Linked DNA regions of Mus musculus: region 2 is linked to region 1. A link is a contact called in public HiChIP or PLAC-seq data. All regions are on one chromosome and are shown on one strand. The core of a region is the stretch at or near the end of the contact, and the rest is flanking DNA. Distances in the headings are between cores, read along the strand shown.

Evidence for each region. HiChIP or PLAC-seq counts read pairs in DNA pulled down with a chosen protein or histone mark.
Region 2: a FOXA1 HiChIP or PLAC-seq map of pancreatic cancer cells shows a contact between it and region 1. The contact joins two enhancer-like sites. A contact is called at or near these places in 2 of 39 promoter capture datasets (epiblast stem cells and liver), 1 of 15 datasets of contacts at CTCF or cohesin (the NIH/3T3 cell line), 3 of 115 datasets of contacts at active chromatin or transcription factors (embryonic stem cells, pancreatic cancer cells and stem cell-derived neural progenitor cells) and 1 of 9 other capture datasets (embryonic stem cells).

What each region holds. Positions count from the first base shown.
Region 1 is chr17:66,261,461-66,265,289 of GRCm38.p6, forward strand. No RefSeq gene overlaps it. Among named protein-coding and RNA genes, the nearest start is that of Gm20742, 71 kb to the left of the region's middle. Within about 2 kb of position 2,116, at least 17 of the 459 cell types and tissues checked have an H3K27ac peak or open chromatin away from gene starts, as enhancers often do. A contact at or near this core is called in pancreatic cancer cells, where this site is marked.
Region 2 is chr17:66,508,737-66,512,565 of GRCm38.p6, forward strand. The region is part of intron 1 of Rab12 (RAB12, member RAS oncogene family); the gene reads right to left. It overlaps Gm41608 (a long non-coding RNA gene), which reads left to right. Exons shown (of 3, transcript XR_876914.3): 1 at 1-3,829. Among named protein-coding and RNA genes, the nearest start is that of Gm41608, 4.3 kb to the left of the region's middle. Within about 2 kb of position 1,650, at least 118 of the 459 cell types and tissues checked have an H3K27ac peak or open chromatin away from gene starts, as enhancers often do. A contact at or near this core is called in pancreatic cancer cells, where this site is marked.

The DNA of each region.
Region 1 (3,829 bases), core at 866-3,365:
AACACAGTATTTACTTGGCATGTTGGTTAGTTTTTTTGTCAGCTTGACACACACAAGAGTCAACTTGGAAGGGGGGCCCTCAGTTGAGAAAATGCTTCCATGAGATTGGCCTGTTGGCCAGTCTATGGTATATTCTCATCATTAATGATTGAGGTAGCAGGCCCAGGCCACTGGGGAGGTGCCACCACTGAGGTAGTCCTGAGTTGTCTAAGGAAGCCAGCTCAGCAAGGCACTGAAAGTAAGCCAGTCAGTAACACTCTCTGCTTCAGTGCCAGCTTCCAGGTTCCCGCTCTTGGGTTCTTGCCCCGGTTTCCTTCATGATAGATGGTAAGCTATACAAGGAAAGAAGTCCTCTCCTCCTTATGATGCTTTCTATCATGGCATTTATCATGGCAACAGAAAGCAAATCAGAACGCTTGGGTGCTAGAGAGCTGAACTCGGCTCCTAAAACTCCTTCAACAACACCTTTACCTACTGAGCCATTTCCCTGGCTCTGAGCCCTGTGTTCTACACCTACTAAATCTTACACTTATCTATTTTCTTCCACACCCACAAAGCTTATCTATTTCCTGCTGGGTTTTTTTTTTTTTTTAAACTTGGAATAAACAATAGATTTCCCGTAACTATAACATTTGTCTATGCAAACTCGGCTACCTTACAATCATTGTTGGCTACTATATTGTTGTGTTTGGATCAAGACAAAGTTCCTTTGAAATGCCCATGAGACCCAAGGAGACCTGGCATGTGTCTCTCAATTAGACTTTCTCTGGCATTGTCTCTGGGCTCTATGACCTCCAACCAGGCTCACCTTTCTTCAGGCTTTGGTTTCATCCATAATGCCCATGACCTTGACTTGGGTCTTTGTAGTCTTTCTTCTCTGTTGCCTGTTACAATCTTGTCCTTCTCCAGATCTCAGGGTAGTTGCAAATTCCTCAAAGAAATTGGCTCTGAACAAGTGCTTTAGGTCCTCATAGCACACAGCACGCTGCTTCTCCTGATAGTTGAGATGTTATATCTGTTGATGTAATTATGCAATTAATGCTACTCTCCCTCACTAGTCTGGAAACTCAACCCTCACTAGTCTGGAAACTCAACCCAGATTTCTGGCATCTAACATAATAGTATTAATTAGCTTCTCCATAAATATTTGTTGAGCAAATGAATTTTGGGTAGCAACCAAAAAACATTAGGTCCACGTAAAAGTCAGTGGAAACCAATTCAATTAGAGAAAACCAGACTGTTTAGTCGAGCTTGCAAGGGATCCAGTCACCACTTTTGTATGGCAGAGACTCAAAACCAAGCAGAAAATCAGACAAGCTTTGCAGTGGGGAAGGGAAGCCTGAAGCTGAGCTCTGACTAGAGCCTGGTGCTGTGAATAAATAGGTGGGTTAGCTAAACACAGGGCATCCCATGTGACTGATTAGAAGTCCATATTTGACATTTCCTGATTGGCCCTAATTGGAAACAGGAACAAAAATCAGAGACCACATCAGCTGTTATTCAAGTGTTGAACCTTTGGACAATCATTTGCTGGAGATAACCGTATGGCGTCCTGGGAGTCTGACTCAGCCAAGCAGGTTTGGCCTCCTGGCCTGGTTACTGTAGATAATGAGTAGCATGGTGTTCCTGGGCTGGTTGCTGACAAATCAGGAGCCTTCTTGGTTTTATATATGATCTGGCTTTGTCTCGTCTCTGTTATGTGTTTGAATCTGAGATTTCTCCCACAGGTTTCATGTTTGGGGCAGTTTCCTGACTGGTTGTGCTCTCTGGGGTGTGGGTGTGTGTATGGGAGGGTATGAAACCTTTGATAAGGTCTAGGTAAGGCCTAGGTGGCAGTAGTCTCGGGTGGGGGGGGGCTCTGATGGCCACCCCCTTTCTCCTATTCCTGCCACTTTCCCAGATTCCTAGTCGCCACTTTATATGCGCACCTCTACAGATAAGTGGTTCTACTGAGTCTACCTACTAGGACAGACAGATTCCTCCTGAAACCATTGCTTCCTCCTTGTTCCCATCAGCTAGTTTGATTGCAGTGATGCAAAAGTAGCTAATGCAGTCCCTTGCTCATGTCTCCACAAGGAGGCAGAGAAAGGAGTGTGGAGAGACTTTGCCCAGGGTCACTTCAGCCTGGGATGTCTACCCAGTAAAGCACTCTGCTCTCATACCCTTTACACTCCACCTAGACTGAACCTGTGATACAAATGGTAGCACTTCCTCTAAGCTGTGGGCCAAGGTCCTTCAGGGGACCAAGGAAACTTATCAATAAGAGGCTTCAAACTGTGGTTGACCCCAGCGTTACAAAGGCTCTGCGGCTTGGCACGTGTGTGTTAACGCTCACTCTCTCTGGGTTGGAAGAAGCACAGACAACGGATTTAAGTACTTTTTCTTTAGTCTTGAACTGGTCAGTACAAAGAGCATTTGGGCACGCATGTCTTAAGAAGGGAACTGAGTCAGACATGGGAACAGAGAAGAGGAGCTGTAGGCACAGAAAGGAGTGATTATTAGCTGCAAAGAATTCTCAAGAAAACTCTTTTCTGGAATGAGGTAGAGGTGAACACCTTTTAACTCCTAGCACTGGAGAAGAGAGGCAACTCTGTAAGTTCCAAGACAGCCTGGTCTATTTAATGAGTTCCAGGTTAGCATGGGCTACATAGTGACAACCTGTGTCAGGGAAGGAAGGAAGGAAGGAAGGAAGGAAGGAAGGGAGGGAGGGAGGGAGGGAGGGAGGGAGGGAGGGAGGGAGGAAGGAAGGAAGAAGGAATTAAGGAATTGAGAAAGGGAGGAAAGAAGGAAGGAAGGAAGGAAGGGAAGAAGGGAAGAAGAAAAGGAGGGAGGGAGGGACAAAAGGAGGGAGGGAGGGAGGGAGGAAGGAAGGAAGGAAGGAAGGAAGGAAGGAAGGAAGGAAGGAGAAAAAAATTATATTGAAAATCTGAATCCTCCTCTATGTCCCTCGAGGAGTAGAGTCTTCAGTGAGCCGTATTACCAAGTGAGGCTTTGCTGTGCAACACTGTACAAAGAGCAAAGCAGGGGTGCCCAAGTAAAGCCTTAAGGACGTGTAGCTCCTTCGGGAACATGCCCAGGACAGTAGGATCCCCACCGCCTATGTTTACCTGCCTAGATGGGATGAGATCCAATACCTGTACAACAACTTAAAAGTCATCTTAAAACAAATATCCTTTTGAAATTGGTTTCAGGTTAAAAATTAATAGAACATGATCAGGTATTGAGGGATAGGAAGGAGAAACAGGAGTGAAGCCCTGAAGGCCAGCAGAAAGAATGGAAACAGGCAACCTCAGGAGGTAGGAGGTGGGGGGGGGGGGCGCTCTCTAGAATGTTCCAGAGACCTGGGAGGTGAGAGACTCTCAGGACTCAAATGCCTTAGATGAAATGCCCAACAGTGGGGAGAGGGAACTTGTAGAGTCCATCTTCAGTAGAAAGACAGGGCATCAAGTGGAGGAATGGGGTTGCCATCCCACAGTCAAAAACTCTGACCCAGAATTGTTCCTGTCTAAAAGAACTGCAGGGACAATGGAGAAGAGACTGAGGGAGAGAAGGTCCAGTGACAGGCCCAAATTGGGATCCATCTCAAGGGAAGGCTCCAAGGCCTGACACTGTGACTGATGCTATGGTGTGCTCACAAACAGGCCTAGCTCCAAGAGGCCCAACAAGCAGCTGAAAGAGTCAGATGCAGATACTTAACACCCGATCAATGGACAGAAGCTGAGGACCTCTGTGGGTAAATTAGGGAAAGGCTGAAAGAAGCTGAGGAGGAGGGTGACCACATAGGAAGACCAGCAGCTTCAACTAACCTGGATCCCAGAGATCTCTCAGA
Region 2 (3,829 bases), core at 400-2,899, 250 kb after region 1:
CCTCCACAAGGGTCATGTCTCTAACCACGAAGCTTAATGAACAAAGAAAAGGATCAGGCATTAGTACTCAGAATGAAGAAATGGGCCTGGGTATCATCAGCTACCCCAACAGGACAAGGAATCTGCTCAGCCACTGAGAAGAACCGAGTGTGTGCACAGAGGAATCACAACACAGCCACACTGTAACCTCAGCAGAAGAGTCCCGGTGCAGGTAAGTGGCTAAATCTCTAAGTGTATGAACCAGGGCCGAAATGTGGCTAAGGGCGGCTCTTGTTCTCAAAGAGGAGGACCCAGGTTCAGTTCCCAACACACACACGGCAGCTCACAACTTCCTGTAACTCCAGTTCCAGGAGATCTAATGCCTTCTTCTGATCCCGGCAAAAACTGTGTGCATGATGCACACATGTGCTGCAGGCAAAACCACTCATGGCCTAGAATAAGTAAATCTAAAAAAAAAAAAAAAACAAAAACAAAACAAAACAAAAAAAACCCAAGTCTATAAATGGGAACAGCTCATTAAAACTATTCCTCTCCAAAATGAATAAATAAATAAGTGAATGGATGGGTAGATGGATGAATGTAAGAGCTGGGTGAAGCACCTCTTTACCCCATGTGTAGATCTCTATGAGTTTGAGGCCAGCCTGGTGTACAGAGTGAGTTCCAGGATAGCCAAAGAAACACAAAGAAATCCTGCCTTGAGGAACCTAAATAAATAAATAAACCTGTCCCCTTTAAATAAAATAGCCTGCACTGTATCTAACAACAGCTCCAAGTAGCTTGTAATGATCTTAATCCAACCTACGGCTCGGACACACATCTTTGTATTAATACAAGTCTATCATCGGACCTGTCTAGAAACCTCACCTCCCAAGTATAAAATGACTTCATGTCGCACATCTGCAGCAGCTGTGAGCCACAGAAATGCTAACGGTCCTTAAAGAATCATAGCAAGCCATCAACAGTCTCAACAGGAGCTTTAGGGACAGTCAGCAGAGATAGGAGTGGAGAACTGCATACTCAAGGGGTGAAGAGCCTGTCACCCTGTTGAAAACAGTTTCTCAGAGGCAGCATCATCGTCGTTGTCGTCGTCGTCGCTTGGGCCAACACTCACTCCGGCCCAAAGATTTACTTATTATATGTAAGTTTACTGTAGCTGTCTTCAGACACACCAGAAGAGGGCGTCAGATCTCATTATGGATGGTTGTGAGCCACCATGTGGTTGCTGGGATTTGAACTTGGGACCTTCGGAAGAGCAGTCAGTGCTCTTAACCACTGAGCCACCTCTCCAGCCCTCTCAGAGGCGTCTTGATTAGCAGGCAAGCAACATTCCTCACTACCCTTTGGGTTAATGGGGACAGTCCCTGCCCCCAAAGCTGGGTCACACTGACCCACATTAACACACCACGCACTTGGCAACAAAGTGCCTTCCCCTGCCATGTACTCTTAGAGAACCTTCTTGTCTGCCCAGAAACCTTTTAAATCCTAGATTTCCCAGGGAAGTTTCCCTGACCACACCTACCCGCTCCTACCCCATTCCTGGCCCGCCACTCTTCTGGCCTTTCTTTGCTGGCCTCACCCATAGGCTGTGCATTTCCCAGCGACCCAGCATCCTTGGCTTCCTGCCGAGGCTCACAGTCAGCCTCTCTACTCCACTAAATGCGGTGTATTCAAGGAGTTCAAGGAGAAACGCTGACTAACAGGACAAATGAGCGATAGCCAGGACTGACCAGTTTGTTTGTTTTTAAAGAGGCAAAGGAGACAGATGTGAAATGGCAGCAGCAGATAGGAATGCCTGTGCTCGTGTGTGTGTGTGTGTGTGTGTGTGTGTGTGAGCAGATACATTTTACTTCCTGTGTAACTGTGTAAAGCACAGGCAGCTCGACTTAGACTGCACACACTCAGCCCAGTGATCACTATGGTAACAAATTACTTACCCCATCACTTCGCATGGAGTGGTCAGCCCCCAAGCAGATTACTCTGGTAACAGGGACCCACATTTAAGCTTCTGGTTGTTTAGAAATCTTCTGAAACTAGTTTAACAATGTTTCCAGAAAGGACTCAGCTTACAGGGTAAGGCTCCCCATCACCAATGCCAGTGTGTGGTCTCTGAGGGACTGTGGCTCAGGCTCAACCTTCATTTGTTTTAATAGCAATGACAGTCATATTTAGTGCCTCACCCCCAAAGCTCATGGCAGCCTAGTCAGGTGGGCACTGTCATGTCATCCCGCAGGGGACACACTGGACCAGAGACAGGAGGAGTAACTGACGGACCACATGCCTACACAACTGCAGAATCCCGATTCAAGTTCGCGCTTGTATGCACAATGCAAGGTTGTTATGCGATCAGATGGCTGAGAAGGTGTGTGTTGTGTTCTGTAAATGGCCCATTATCATCATATCTTGTCATGAGACCTGAACCTGGAATTGCTTCCTTCTGGATGGTCTTTCATAGCCTAAGGAATTGGTGCCTAGGAAGGCCAGGAGGGAAAAACATTTCCAAAACACTGTTGCTTTTTCTGAGCCCTAAGAAGTTACAAAATGAAAACAGCAGAAACACACAGACTCCTCTTTCTTCACATTCCTTTCCTGCCTGAAGAAGAAACAACACTGGGGTGCAAGTCTTTGATAACAAGCAGCCTCCCAGCTTCCCCTTCCAGTAGATCACCTTGCTTCTCTGCCAACCCAAGACCTCAGCTTGTCCCAGACCGCAGTGGACTTTACCCGACATTAACACAGCTATGGAGTCCCAGGCTCTGACACAGGTCTCCACGTAAAATGGCTGTGACACTATAGCTCCGGCAAAGTACTTATATCAACGATGTCAGCCACTTTGAACATTAGATCCCTGCACTGGCAGTGAGAGAGTAAGAGATGTGTCAAGACTGGGTGAGAGGCGCCGAGTGTGTGACAGACAGCTCTACTATTGTTGAAGGAAATGTGTCTCCTGCCCAAGCTGCGTGGCCTATGAAGAGTAAGGGTGAGCTAGGCCTGCTCACCATGAAGGAGAGCAATGAGGCTAGCTGCCTCCAGAGCTGCACGTTAACATTGTATCAACCCCAGAAACTATCTTCTGTGTGAAGTCTCATGGCTTTGGCTGACTTTTCTTCCCTACGCTGTGTTACTGTGAGGATTCAGGAAAACTAAAAATAATATTCTAATTATGAAATCTTGTGATCATTTCTGAGAAAGACACCATTAAAGAGCACAACGGGGATGAGGGAGGGCTAGACAGATGGCTCAGTGGTTTAAGGGCACAGGCTGCTCTCAAAGAGGATCTAGGTTTGGTTCCCAGCATCTACGTGGGAATTTGCAACCATTGGCAACTTCACTTCAAGGAGACCTGTGTCAGCTTTTTCTGGCCTCTGAGGATATTGCACACATGTGCTGCAGAGACATACTTACAGGCAAACACCCACACACATAAATCTTTAAAAAGGGGGGAGGGGAGTTGTAAACGAACCATGCTTCATCACAGACGCTCTCTGGGCTATGGACAGCACAGGTCCATCTGCAGCTCTGCTTTCCCTTTCATTCTGGCCTTGACAAATGCAGACCACCCTGGGACTCCCCCCACCCCCCAGTCCCACACATAAGGAGAACACACTGCCACAAGAACCAATAGCCAGAGACACAGCATAGGGCAGGGGAGGGGATTGCTGAGTGGCCACGCCTCCTGGAGCATGCTCTGTTTTCACCAAAGTATACAGGAAGAATCTCAGAAAATGGTGCTTCTCCCTTCGTTTAAGTAAAACAACTAAGAACTAATTGTTCTGGTGTTCGCTGTGTTCTAGGTTCTACTCTAAGAGGCTAATGTGTGTTATTTCATTGC